Regions from separate parts of the Mus musculus genome. Here regions 1 and 2 are each linked to region 3. Evidence: chromatin contacts called from public promoter capture Hi-C data. All regions are on one chromosome and are shown on one strand. Each heading gives the region's core, a stretch centred on a gene start, on an enhancer-like site or on the middle of the called end of the contact. The rest is flanking DNA. Distances are from core to core; before and after follow the strand shown.

Region 1 (4,588 bases), core at 431-2,930, 1.6 Mb before region 3:
CTTTCAAGATTGGATTCTGACTATTGAGGTTTCCAGCTTCTGGGATTGAATCTCCTCTGCATTTACAGGATACATACACTCAGCCCCCTCAAGTAAGCCAGTCCAGTAAATTCACTTCTGTTGGTCTGCTCCCCTAAAGAGCCCTCCCCCAACCTAGTAAAAATGTGTTCGTGTGTGTGTGTGTGTGTGTGTGTGTGTGTGTGTGTGTGTGTGTGAGAGAGAGAGAGAGAGAGAGAGAGAGAGAGAGAGAGAGAGAGAGAGAGAGACTGTAGTGCCCAGCAGAGACCAGCAGAGGGCCCCTGATTCCCCTGTCTGTAGTTACAGACAGTTGTAAGCAGTCCTGCATAGTTGTTTGCAACCAGACCCAGATCCTCTGGAAGAGTAACAAACGCTCTTAACCTCGAGCCACCTTTCCAGCCCCATTTGTCATTCTATACAGCCTCAGCTGTCTGTCTGGGCTACAGCGTGAGACCCTGTCTCAAAAATCAACCAAAGCACTGAACTTTAAATGGGTGAATTATAAGTCAATCTAAAAAAATATAAGTCAACCCTGCTGGGTATGCTGTGCATAACTGCGCCCCACTAACCTGGAGCTCAGCCATTCAGCTAGAGTGCCTGGCCACTGAGCACCAGGAATCCATCTGTCTCTGCCAAAGTTGGGGTTTCAGATGGGCACCTCCTTGTTCGTCTTTTTATGTGGACACCAGGATCTGAGCATGGGTCCTCAAGCTTGGGCAACAGGCACTTTTTAACTCATGAGCAGTACTTGGGTGTGGCTGTGGAATCAGTGTATTGTTAACGAAAGCTCAAAGCAGGGCAGTTAGTGTCTCTACAACCTCCGGCACACATCAACTTTTTCTGATGACAATATTCCAAATCCTCTCTTCTACTCATTTTAATATACATATTATTGGCCTGGGGGAATGGATTGGCGGTTAAGAGCACTGTGTTGCTCTCACGGAGAACCTGGATCCACACAAGAGTTCACATCCAAACGGAACTCTAGTCCTAGGGGTATCCATGCCCTTTCCTGTCCTCCGTGGGCACTTGAAGACCTGTAGGAGCACTAAACCACCTACAAATGCTCATACATATACCAAGGAATATTTAATGGTTTTTATATGTACGAGTATTTTGTCAGCATACCACAAGTGTGCTTGCCAGAAGAGGATGTCAAAGCCCCTGGAACTGGAATTACAGATGGTTGTAAGCCATCATGTGAGTGCTGGGAATTGAATTCGTGAAGGTCCTCTGTAAGAATTGCCAGTGCTCTTAACCCCTGAACTGTCTCTCCAGCCCATAAGTAACTCCATCCATCTCTCTCTCTCTCTCTCTCTCTCTCTCTCTCTCTCTCTCTCTCTCTCTCTCTCTTTCCTTCTTTCCGGTGATAGAACATGATCTGGCAGCCGTAGGCATCTGCAGCTGCTCTTCCAGCCCCCCCCCACACAGTAGGGCTGCGCAGCTCCTCAGAGCCCCAAGAGGATCCACGTTACACTTCTGGTGAACAAGATCTGTTCTGCCTCGGGGTGAGAAACGCGCGCGTAAGCTGAAGTCAACGCAGCTCAGCTGTCAAAGCTACTACAACAGCGGATGCCAGCCCGGGCGGAAGCGGTTACAGCCACATCCGAAGCGCATGCGTCTGATTTGGACATCCCGCGAGACGCTGGGCGGGAAAGCCTAAGGTGATTTCCTATGTGGGATCGCTGAGGGGCAGCCCGGCGTACCACTGCCATGGACCCATTCCTGGTGCTGCTGCACTCGCTGTCCGGCAGCCTGTCGGGCAACGATCTGATGGAGCTCAAGTTCTTGTGCCGCGAGCGCGTGAGCAAACGAAAGCTGGAGCGCGTGCAGAGTGGCCTGGACCTGTTCACGGTGCTGCTGGAGCAGAACGACCTGGAGCGCGGGCACACCGGGCTGCTGCGCGAGTTGCTGGCCTCGCTGCGCCGACACGATCTACTGCAGCGCCTGGACGACTTCGAGGCGGGGACGGCGACCGCTGCGCCCCCGGGGGAGGCAGGTGGGCAGGGGGCGGGGAATGGGCGGGGAGGCCTGGCCTCAGTGCACCCTCCACTGGCTCCGACTGGGATGGACTCTAGGGCACGCCCACTTTTTTCAACCGCTTGAGCCGGAAGCTGGGAGGTCTTGTTTCTTACTGGCAGTGCCAAGGTTGAACCCAAGGGTTCGTGCCACTTGCCCAACCCCAGTATTAACTCGCCTCAGACCTGCAGTGCTTCGTTGGAAAACTCAGCTAAGAAGTGAATGTGACTAAGGCATCTTAACCCCAGTGAGGGTAGCGTTGAAGAGTGGGCAGAGGTCACGTGTGCCGGCTGCTCGGCACCATTTCCGTAGTGGGAGTGCCTGTGTCCAAGACTGCCCTTCCTGGCCAAGGAAAGATTGCGCGGCGGCTGTGCTCTCTGGTCCAGAGTGCAGTGTCTGGTTATCGGCAGTTACTTCTGTTTTGCGTAGAGAGGAGGCGCTATGCCTCCCCATAACGCACAGTGGATAGCAGCCACAGCTGAGCAACACCAGGCTGGCCTTGGGATGTAGATACAGATTAAGCATATATTAGACACTTGATCACTTGTGACAAATACTCGAGAAGCCATTTAAAGGGGCAAAGGTTTATTTAGTTCCTGGTTGGTTGTCACCGTTGCTCTTTGTCTACAGTGACACAGAACATCAAAGCAGCTGGAGGGCCTGTGGAGTAAAGCTTCCCACTGCCGGTGTGTGCAAGATCCACACGAAAATGGATTGTGTATTCACATCTCCAAGGCATTCCAATGTTTGTTATTGTTACAGGAATCCAGTAAAGGGTCTTCAGCCACTGCCCAGGGCTCCCTACAGAGATTACACCTTGCCTGTGTCTAAGCAGGGGCTCCAGAGTAGCACAGAGACAGATCTTTTGTGGTGTCTGGTCAAACCAGCAAAGGTCACAGTGTAAGATGTAGCTTTGGGGACTTTGGCCAACCCACTATTGAGCGGGGTGTTAGGGCAGCCCTGCTTTTTCCCTCTGACACTCCAGTCCTCAGTTGACAGTCTTCTAAGCCATAGCTCGCTGTGGCCCAGGCTGAGAATGTGGCTGGGCAGATCAGGCCACTTTGGGTATCTTGAAGTAGCTCCTGTGCTACTTAGTGTCAGCACAGGACCTGAGTGGCTTTGAAGTGATGTTGTCTTCGAAGTGCTCAGGCCCATGCTTGGTGGCCGGTAGGGAGACTTGCCCCAGCTCCTCAGTCAAGTCACACTGCTCTTTTCCCTCCTAGATCTGCAGGTGGCATTTGACATTGTGTGTGACAATGTGGGGAGAGACTGGAAAAGACTGGCCCGCGAGCTGAAGGTGTCTGAGGCCAAGATGGATGGGATTGAGGAGAAGTACCCCCGAAGTCTGAGTGAGCGGGTAAGGGAGAGTCTGAAAGTCTGGAAGAATGCTGAGAAGAAGAACGCCTCGGTGGCCGGACTGGTTAAGGCGCTGCGGACCTGCAGGCTGAATCTGGTGGCTGACCTGGTGGAAGAAGCCCAGGAATCTGTGAGCAAGAGTGAGAATATGTCCCCAGTACTAAGGGATTCAACTGTGTCTTCCTCAGAAACACCCTGACAAGCCTACAGCTCCTCTCAGGAGTCACTGTGGACTTGATCACACCATGATGTAGCACCAAGTGCCTTTTGTGCCCAGTGCCAAAAAGACCTTGCTGATCCAGGGCGGGTCCCCTCCCACCAGCTCCTGGAGTATATCTGTATCTACGGAACCTCTGCTCCCTGGGCTTTCGGAACACATGAAGGTTCCCCGTCGTGTTCTCCACCACTGCTCCTCCCCCCCACCCCCCCAAGAGGTCTCTGGTCTTGCAAGAAGGAAGTTGAAGCTGATGGCACATGTGCTGACTGCAGTTTGAGAGCCTTCTTCTTGTTCCTTGGGGGAAGACACCATCTCAGTTAAGATCACTTGGTTGCCTTACAGTTGGCCAAGAGGACATCTGTCTCACATCCTTGGAGGCCATCAGACAGCAGCTCCTGACCCCCCACCCTCAAACAAGTGCAAGACCCCTGTGAGGACTGTGGTTTAAAGGGTAGCACCTTGCCTCCATGGTGGTCTGTAAGCAAGTGCCCTGGGCCTACCTACATATAGTGGCTCACTCTGAAATCCTAGCACTTGAGAGTTGAGAACTGCACTTTACAGCAGCCTGAGCTACAAATGAGATGTTCTCCCCAAACACACAAAAGCAAGTGCCTTTACCTGGAGATAACTTGTGTCACCAAGAATTTCTATTATATTAAGAACCCTTCTAACCTCAGAAATCCCTCCCATCAGGCTGACTGAGGTGTGCTTACAGCCCTGGGTGCTAGTTGTGAATGGAGTGATGTGATTTCCTTCACACCAGCAGGGGCCCTGACTGCCACACTTGGAGCCCAATAAACCATTGTCTCAGCTTTCTAACCTTTGGCTGGGTGTGATAATACATACCTTTGATCCTAGCTTTTTAGGGAGGTGGAAGCAGGTGGATCTCTGTGATCTATGAGTTCAAGGACAGCCTAGCCTACATAGAGAACACTAAGTAGAAAGACCATATCTCAAATAAATAAAAGTTCATGTCTG
Region 2 (4,565 bases), core at 230-2,729, 1.6 Mb before region 3:
TTAGGAGATGGCTGTATTGGCAGGAACCTCTGGGGAGACATGAGCATTTTGTTTTTGTTTTTGTTTTTGTTTTTTGAGACAGGGTTTCTCTATATAGCCTTGGCTGTCCTGGAACTCACTTTGAAGACCAGGCTGGCCTCGAACACAGAAATCCGCCTGCCTCTGCCTCCCCAGTGCTGAGATTAAAGGCGTGCGCCACCACGTCTGGCTTGAGCATTTCCTCAAATCCAAACCTGAGATCAAGGCAACTGAGAACTTGTGTGCAGTGGCTGATAGTCCTTAAAGACTTTGCTGCTTCTATTTACATTCTGACTTGTTTTGTGGAAAAAGGTCTCATTATATAGATCGGGCAAAACTCAGAGATCTGCCTGCCTGCCTCTGCTTTCTGAGTGCTAGGATTTCAGGTGGGCACTATTGTGCTTGGTTATACTTGTAACTTGACTTTGTAATTAATTACTGACTTCTTGAAACAGGAATCTGCCCATGTAACCCTGACTGTCCTGGCTCTCTATGTAGCCTATACTAGTCGACAGTATTCTTGCCTTGGCCTTTGGAAAGTTTTATTGGCTTTTCAGTTATGGTTGATGATCATTTTGCTTTGGTTTCTGGACTATTTTATTGGCGTTAATTAAAAAAAAAAGTTTTAAAACAAGGTCTCAGTATGTACTCCTGGCTGTCCTGAAACTCACTATGTAGACAAGGCTAGCTTGAACCCAGAGATCTGCCTGGGTGCTGGGAATAAAGGCGTGTAGCACCAAGGCCAGCTAGCTTTTTATTTTTACGTGGAGTCTGGGAAATGGAACTTAGGTTCTAATACTTGCAAGAGTGACTGAGCCCTTACATTTTGTTGTTGTTGTGTGTGCGCGTGTGAATGTGAGCACATGTATGCACCCACACGATACATGTGTGCAGGTCAGAGGACAACATTCAGGACTATGTAGGTTCCGAGGATCTACTGCAGGTCTTCTGGGTCCTAGGGTTCGAACTCAGTCGTCAGGGTTGATGGCAGTAGCCTTTGTTTGTATTTTACAGGCAGAGTCTCCACCTTGCTGTAATTCTCCTGCCTCAGACTTCTGAAGGGTAGGCATAGAGGTAGAAGGTACCTTGCCCGACCTGTCAGCACTTTCCGGTTTTGCAGGTGGTCCGGCGGGACTCCCCAGAGGTCTTGGGTTTTGAGGGGGGGGGCGAGTGCTCAGGTGACGTCGGCGTTTGGGTGACGTCAACACACACACACTGGCGTGAGAGCACGGAAGCAGGACTGCGAGCTGCGCACACCTGCCAGAGATCTTTACCGGTGTTTCCACGGTCGCCCTGTCTCCGCAGGGGGTTGGCCTGCCGGGGGCGGGGCTAAAGCGAGGACTAGCCAATTGGATCTCCCGATAGACCGCCCGCCCACTACCGCGGATCTAGCGCATGCGCACGGCCCCGCGGCCAACCTCTCCCGCGGGGGGCGGTGCTGACGCTCGCGCCGACGCGCCGGACGTCGGGCACGTTGACGCCGGCGACGCGCCGGGCCCGGTTCTCTGCGCTCGCTAGTGTCCCGCGGCGGCGGGCCGGCCTTCGTGACGAGCGGGGCGGCGGGCCCGGGGGCCGGGCGAGGACGCAGCCGCGGGGCTGCGTGGGTCGGCCCGCAGCCGGCCGCCGCCCGAAGGCCGCTTCATAGCCCCGGAGCCGCGCCCGCCGGCCAAGGTGAGGGCGGGTGGAGCGGGCCGCGCTGGGTGGCGGGCCAGGGTCGGTGGGGCCGGGTCGGCAGGGTCAGTGTGCGGGGGTCAGCAGAGCCAGCAGAGTTGCGGCTAGCCTGGCAAAACGGGTTGATAGCAGTTAGGTCCGAGTTCGCTTAGACTGGCCAGAGTAAGTGAGGTTGGGGGCAGTGAGGCTGTGGGGTCAGCTGAGCCAGGCCGGGGCAGCGGGTGCTGCTCAGATGCACCTGCAGCGCCTTCTGCTTCATCCTCCACCCTGTGCCCTGACAGCATGCAATCTCTAGTTCCATCTCACCTTTTCCTCCTCCTCCTCCTTTTTTTTTTTTTTTTAACCTAGCCCTGTTGTCCCGACTTCCTAGATTCCCAGTGTGGGTATATTTTCTCTTTCTGTTCTTTTCCCCTGTCTTTGACTGTGAACTTATGTAAGTTGGGTTGGCTGACCAACCGTTACACAGCAGCAGGCCTTTGCTAAACACTTCTGTCCAGACTTTAAAAAGCCAATCCAGTTGCTTTTTCCGCTGATCACCAAATATCCAGCCCCACAAGTCAGGGTGCCTGCTAGTCCTTCCCAGGAGCTGACTGCACACATTCCTGGAGGATGCTTGGGTCCATAGTGCTGGTGTTTTGTCAGTTTCCAGTCTTCTTCTGTGGTTGAGGGACTGTTTGGAATCTCTCTTCCTGAGGAAACTGTCTTCAGCTGTTAAATGTGGATTTTAAACAGACCCCCACTGGTTGGAGGTGAGCATCCCAGCTCCTCTTGCTCCCAGGACTGTCTCCCCCAATCTGCTCATTATATTGACCTGTGCATGCTACTTCCCAGAGTGTGTGCATCCAGAGTGGATGATCGTCACGGATAGCTCTGGGGCTGTCAGCCTTTTTCTCATTAGCCACAGGTGGTGCTCAGAAAGCTGCAGGTTTGTGGAAACTCTTGTTCTGCACCTACTGATTGTGGTCTGTACCGTTCCTTTTTCAAGATGATGTGCGAGGTGATGCCGACCATTAGTGAAGCAGAAGGCCCTCCAGGAGGAGGTGGGAGCCATGGGTCAGGCTCCCCTTCACAGCCAGATGCTGATTCGCATTTTGAGCAGCTCATGGTTTCCATGTTGGAAGAACGGGACCGCCTTCTGGACACACTAAGAGAGACACAAGAAACACTGGCATTAACCCAGGGGAAGTTGCATGAAGTTGGTCATGAAAGAGATTCTTTGCAGAGGCAGCTCAATACTGCACTTCCACAGGTATGCCCATCAAACTGAAATCAAGGAAGGTTTCTGCCTTTAAATGTCTGCAGGACTGTCTTGTTAGTGTATTAGCTTGCTGGCTGCTTTGTGTAACCACTTGGGAAGTGATGGTTCTGATGTTTTCTGAGCACTGGTAAAATTCTCAGGAATTCAATTTAGGGGAAAAAATGGGGATCCACCAAAGCCATGTGACCACACCACTCCACTGTCATACCTCTTTGGGAAACTGCCTAGATTTAGGAAAGCACTTAAATGTTTTTGACAGGGGGCTATGAAGCAGTTGAGCTGTGTTGAGTGTCCCATTCTGTCTTAAACTTGTCCTTGTCTGCTGTGGATCTGTGAGGAGTGGATCTCAGGGTTTTTTTATCTTATCCCTGGTTTATGTCTTGTGGACTTCCAATTTCCTAGGGAAATCTTGTGGATAAATAGAACTCATTTCATGGGAAAAATTTATACAGGCTTTCTCCAGAACATCTGTGAGCTGTAACTAAACTTTGTTTCAGGGGAGAAAGGATTGAAAATTGAATCCTGAGGCTCCTCTTCCCAGGCAGATGAGACTTTCAGAGCTTGAAATACCTACTGTGTCCTTAGTATCACATTTAGATTGGTATGCTAGAGCCTCCTCTTTTGGAGTTAAGTGGTATAGGAAGGAGAAGGCAGTATAGCCAGCAAAGCCCAAGGTGAGAGGCAGGCATGTGGAGCAGGGGTTGCTTAGATTCCTGCTGACAGCCCACTTTACTGGTTCATGATGGGCGTCTCCTTGGTGCTCAAGGAATCTGCACTTACGCTCTTGTGGTGTGTCTGCAGATATCAGTTAGCAAGTCAGTAATGAGTGCCTTGATGCATCTCTCAGCTGTAAAGTCAGTTCTATGAGATGGGACTAAATGTTTGAATGTCCTTTTTAGAAACAGTAATTTGGTGTTAGTGTTGTGTGCTGAGGGGTTTTGTTTGGTGACTAGAGAGTTGTCTTTTCTTCCTGGAGTCTTAGGAATGAGCAGGTTAATTAGGTCAGATTCCGTTGCCTCATACTCAAGAGGCTTTCAGGAGGTCATGAGTCCTACTTGCTCTACTCTACACTTGGGTTTGTTGCAGCTCAACTCTGCATCAGTGGCTGGTCAACATTGAGGTTTTTGGAAAGAACAGGCACAGGGGAGGCAGAGCTGGTGGGTGTTGTGGGTAGTGAGTTTCAGGCAGTGAGAACTGTCTCACCTGTTGCTAGGTTGTGCTGGCTTGCTGCTCTGCAGTGCCTCATCAAATGTAGGACATGCTTGTGTCCACAGTTACATCATATCTGACCCGAGTCTAGTGTCACAGAGTAAACTTGTTCTAGATAATTCACTTCCTGGAATCAGGGTCCTCTGGTAGCTAAAAATGTGACCAGATGGGCATGTATGTTCAGTCAGTGTACTTACATTGGAGCATGCATGAGGACTGCACAGGCCACAAGTGTGTGCCTCAGCCAGCTCTCCAGTTAATGCTTGGGGAGCTTGGATCAAGGTATGGATAGGACCATGCCTCCTGTGAAAACTCTCCTGCTTCCTGCCATCAGTGACTGTCCTCCATTCTAATGTGGTCCAGCTCTTCACTACTGGTTCCTTTGCGCATGCTTGACTTTCTATAGGAA
Region 3 (5,041 bases), core at 2,061-4,560:
ACACACTCACATACATACTCTTATGCACACAGTATACATATGCATCCACACACCCTCACACACAGTCTTCTACACACAGTTCACGTATGCACCACACACACTCACACACATACTCTTATGCACACAGTATACATATGCACCCACATCCATACAAACATGTATACACACACACACACACACACACACACATCAACATTAAAATAACATTTTGTAGTACATAAACAGGACCAGAAGTTCCAGACAGTGTCTATACTTCTTTTGCTGGGAAACATTTATGGTGTTTTTGTAATGTCTGTGGCAGCATTTGCTCCCTAGCATGTGACACTGACTGTATAGCCTGCAAAGCATGACAGATTTGCTAACAGGTCCTCAGAAAAAGCTGTTTTGCCCCATGCTTGAAAGCTCAAGGATGGAGTCACACAGCCAGGGATAAATGACCCCTGCAAAGGAGAGGTGCCAAGGAGCAGGCAGGGCACAAGCCATGTCAAAATCTTCCAGCTGATTTTTGAGACATAATCATGCACCACACACTTCATTGAACCATTAAACCACAGCCATGTAAACTGTAGCATAGTCAGCTTGTGTGCATGTATGTGCCATAGCCAATTGTCCAGATTGTGTGGAGATCAGATTCTCCAGAATATCAGTCCTTGCCTGCTACCTTTCTGAGACAAGGTCTCTCTGTTGTTGTTGTGTATTCTAAGCTAACTGACCCTTGAGCTTACAGTGAGTGTCGTCTCCGTCTCCCATTGTGTCATAGCAATGCTGAGGTTACAGGAATGTGTTCCCATGCCAGGCTTTACATGGGTTCTGGGGATTCAACTTCAGGCCACTGTGCTTGCATGGCAAGCACTTTATCTGCTGAGCCATTTCCCCAAGCTCCTTAGAACATTGTGATTAAAAGGAAATTCATACCCTGTAGCCAGTACCTCCCCCTCATTCTTGTCCCCGTGTCTATTTCTGTCTCTGTGGATTGGCCTGTTCTGGACAGTTCTTGTAAATGACATCATGTAATATGTGGTCTTTCGGTTTTTCCTTCTTTCACTCACTCATGTCTACCAACACCATGATGCCAGTCAGTGTTTTATTTCTTCTCTTGGCTGAACAATATTTCCTTCTGAGTCAGTTCATGCTTTATCCATCCATTTGTCTGTTGATGGACATCTGGCTGTTTCAAAACATTTAAATGAAGATCACATGGCTAAGGATAGAGCCAGAGCCCAAGCCCCCCAAAAGAGATGTATGAAACTCTTATGATCAGGGGAGAACTGCTTCTGGAGCAAGAGAACTGCCACCAGGATGGTTAGAGGATGTGGGTACGTGAAGTTAAGAAATGAAGGGGCACACCTAGGGAGACGCCAATCCCTAGGGAACTGTCACCTTTAAGCTGAGGAAGGTAGGTTGGGCTTGCAGAAAGTACGAGGGCCAGGATGGGGGAGGGGCCAAGGTGGGAAAGGTGCTGAGTAGGATGAGATGCTGGCTTTATAGAAGTAGGGTATGTACCAGCCTGAGAGGAAGGAAATATGGTGAGACCCCTGAAAGAGTCGTGAGTCTTTACACACACACACACACACACACACACACACACACACACACACAGACACACACACAGACACACGGTGATGTACCTAAGTTGCTAGATTGCCTAGAATGCACCACATTGTCTAGCATGTATCATATATGAAGCCCTGGGTTCCATCTCCAGCATCACATACAATGAGTGTGACGGTGCATGCCTATAATCTATCTGGAGATATAAGAAGAAGATAGACGTTCTGAAGTTCACAGTCATCCTTAGCTATGTAGTGAATTAAGGGCTAACCTAAGCTTCAGGAGACTCTCCCACCACCACCCCTAAATGGAGGAAAAGTACAAAAAACAACTTAGGGAAAGGCAGGGAGGAAACAGGGCAGCAGTGGTCTCCGTACAGTGAGGGTTTGCAGATCAAACCTCCTCAGGGCACCAGGATACAAACTGTTTCCATCTCTTCTGTATATGTGTGCATGCTTGCGTGTGCAAGGATGAGCACAGCAGTGTGTATGGAGGTTGGAGGATATCTTGGATGTTGGTCCTTCCCTTCCAGCCTGTTTAAGATAGACGTTGTTGTTCATTATTGCAGTCCTGGGGCTAGCTGGCCTGGAAGTTTGAAGGAATTCTCTTCTTGGCATCTTGGGTTTCTATGGGTTCTGAGGATTTGAACTCAGGTCCTCACACTTGCACAGCAAGTGCTTTACTTAACAATCTCCCCAGACCAACTGGATTGCTCCAAACAGCAGAGAAGTGACTAGACTTATCCAAGTGCTCTTAGCAGACACCCGGGAAATTTCGACTCACTGCCCACTTCCCACAGCAAGGTTATCAAAAGGCTGGATTAGGATGATACAGCCTTGACGAATCCTGGAGAGTCATGGAACCTGCAGGCAGCCCCACACTGGCAGTACATGCTCCAAGGCAGTGCGAAAGCAGAGAGAAGCCTGGTTTTGGTAGCCCTCCCCCAGTCGGATATTTACAAAGAAAGTAACTCCAGGTTACTACCCACAGGATAGACCACTTGAACCCTATAGGTCTTGCTTGGCTCCCAAGCACCTACCTAGTCCTTTGAGGGAAAAATTGGGCTTGCTACGGCCTTGAGAGCACACTTCTGGGACAATGGGGCAAAACTGAGACTTTGACAAGGTCAGTGCATTTCCCTTCCCCTTCAACCTTCCCTCCACCGGCCTCAGGGGAAGGATGGGACTGAGAGGTCTGCTGGAATCCGAAGAAGTGTTATTGAACAAAAAGTCCAGGAACCGAACAAAAACTAGTCTGGGTAGATTCACCATTAGGAAAAGAGACCCAGACTTGGAGAGCTGGCTGTAAGGTGCAGATGGGTGACAGTGTGAGAAAGGAGTGGACTTGATTGTATTCTCTCAGGTCAGGGCAACCGGTCCTGGGGATTCTTGAAAACACAGAGGCATGGGGTGTGCATGAGGGGCTAAATGGGTACAGGTGCCCAGGAACATGAAATTTCCCATTACTGGTCTGAACCACTCCTCAAGCCCTTCTCACACTCAAGGGGCACAGGTGTGCTCCTGCAATGCGTGGACACCGGGTCCTGGTGGAGGAGCAGGGTGGGGCGGAGTGGGCGTGGAGCCTTGTGCGAGACACTCCCCCATCTCTGGAGCCACGCGCCAGGCGTACGCTTCCTTCTGGCCCCGGCATAGGACCGCGCCAATTGTCATTGGCCAAACGGGCGATCCCAGATTGGCTGAGACCCCGGCTCCCGCCTCCTCCGCCAGGGGGAGGGACGTGGGTGCGGGTTTGAGGCTCGTGCTACCCTAGGGGGTCGCGCTCTTCTGCCTCCTACCTCTTGGTCACCGCAAAGCTTGGTCCGGTTCTTCATCCGGCTGCAAGCGCTAGGTGTGCGGAGACCTGGCAGCTCTTGGGGCTTAAGGGCTGAGCACCAGGACGGGTGGAGGTGCCTGTAGAGTACATTCGGACCCTCTCTCGGACCCTCTCTCAGCCCCTGAGTGTGCGGGACCTGCGGAGCGCAGTTCGGGATCTGCACTCGAGGATTTTTCGAGGACGCAATAAGCTAAGCATCTGCCCGGAGCATGGAAGCACGTCAGTAGGCCATGAACTGCACCCGGGAGGGGTGGGGGTGGAAGCGCACGGTGTCAGCTTTGCAGAATGTGTACGCCAAGGGGAGGGTGAAGCGTGGCGGGAGGGCGAGGCGAAGGAAGGAGGGCGTGAGAAAGGAGGCGGTGGCGGGCGGAGGAGAGTTATCTATACTTTTTAAAAAAAAGGAGCCGCTTGAGCCGCGTAAAGGGAGACTTGGGGAGCGCCTGACAGCACGCGCGGGACACGAGAGTACCACGCTTCCCTACTCTTTCAGACCTTGACTGGTACGGGGTCCCAGGACTGCAGGAGGCCAGCGACGCGTGCCCTAGGGAGTCCTGCAGCAGTGCCCTGCCTGAGGCCCGTGAAGGTGCAAACGTCCACTTCCCACCGCACCCGGTTCCTCGCGAGCACTTTTCCTGTGCCGCACCAGAACTCGTAGCAGGGGCCCAGGGGCTGAATGCAAGCTTGATGGACGGCGGCGCGCTGCCCAGACTCATGCCCACCTCGTCTGGAGTCGCTGGAGCCTGCGCTGCTCGGCGGAGACAAGCGTCTCCGGAATTGCTGCGCTGCAGCCGGCGGCGGCGATCTGGAGCAACCGAGGCCAGCAGCAGCTCGGCTGCCGTGGCACGCCGCAATGAGCGCGAGCGCAACCGCGTAAAGCTGGTAAACTTGGGCTTCCAGGCGCTGCGGCAGCACGTGCCGCACGGCGGCGCCAACAAGAAGCTGAGTAAGGTGGAGACGCTGCGCTCCGCGGTAGAGTACATTCGTGCGCTGCAGCGGCTGCTCGCAGAGCACGACGCGGTGCGTGCCGCGCTCGCTGGGGGGCTGTTAACACCCGCTACTCCGCCGTCCGATGAGTGCGCGCAGCCCTCTGCCTCCCCTGCCAGCGCGTCTCTGTCCTGCGCCTCTACGTCTCCGTCCCCGGACCGCCTGGGCTGCTCTGAGCCTACCTCCCCGCGCTCCGCCTACTCGTCGGAGGAAAGCAGCTGCGAGGGAGAGCTAAGCCCGATGGAGCAGGAGCTGCTTGACTTTTCCAGTTGGTTAGGGGGCTACTGAGCATCCCACCCCCCTAAGGTAAGTTCCAGGACGGCGGGGAGGCGAAGCAGTAAGGGAGACACGTGGTGGGCGGGCCTGACACTTAGCGCCACGGGGACCCTGTGCAGCCAGGACTCAGCTGGGGCGATCACTTGGATTTCGCGCACGCTTCATTTTTCCTCAACCTTTTTCAAGCCTGAGCAAGACCGGCGTTTGTTTGTCCGGGATTGCAAAACTTCCTCTCAGAGCTCTGCTGTGGGTGGGGGAAGGGGAGGCCAGGGGAGGGGAGCGGCCTCAGGGCCGGGCCGGCGAGGTCCCAGTGCTGTCAGAGCCTGGCCGAGTCGGGTGCTGGAGGCGGGGTGAGTTTGCATTGCAAATCGCGTCCTAGGCCGGGGTGCGGAGTGAG

The links. Promoter capture Hi-C pulls out the DNA fragments that hold promoters and counts their contacts.
Region 1: a promoter capture Hi-C map of liver shows a contact between it and region 3, with 2.9 times the contacts expected there. The contact joins the promoter of Fadd here to the promoter of Ascl2 in region 3. A contact is called at or near these places in 4 of 39 promoter capture datasets (fetal liver, liver and stem cell-derived epiblast-like cells).
Region 2: a promoter capture Hi-C map of liver shows a contact between it and region 3, with 5 times the contacts expected there. The contact joins the promoter of Ppfia1 here to the promoter of Ascl2 in region 3.

Annotation. Positions count from the first base shown.
Region 1 is chr7:144,579,533-144,584,120 of GRCm38.p6, reverse strand. Fadd (Fas (TNFRSF6)-associated via death domain) reads left to right here and starts at 1,680. Exons shown (of 2, transcript NM_010175.6): 1 at 1,680-2,017; 2 at 3,261-4,588. The coding sequence starts at 1,732. The coding sequence ends at 3,592.
Region 2 is chr7:144,550,643-144,555,207 of GRCm38.p6, reverse strand. Ppfia1 (protein tyrosine phosphatase, receptor type, f polypeptide (PTPRF), interacting protein (liprin), alpha 1) reads left to right here and starts at 1,479. Exons shown (of 32, transcript NM_001195086.1): 1 at 1,479-1,689; 2 at 2,675-2,938. The coding sequence starts at 2,675. It also overlaps the pseudogene Gm35626.
Region 3 is chr7:142,967,533-142,972,573 of GRCm38.p6, reverse strand. Ascl2 (achaete-scute family bHLH transcription factor 2) reads left to right here and starts at 3,310. Exons shown (of 3, transcript NM_008554.3): 1 at 3,310-3,603; 2 at 3,875-4,674. The coding sequence starts at 3,594. The coding sequence ends at 4,656.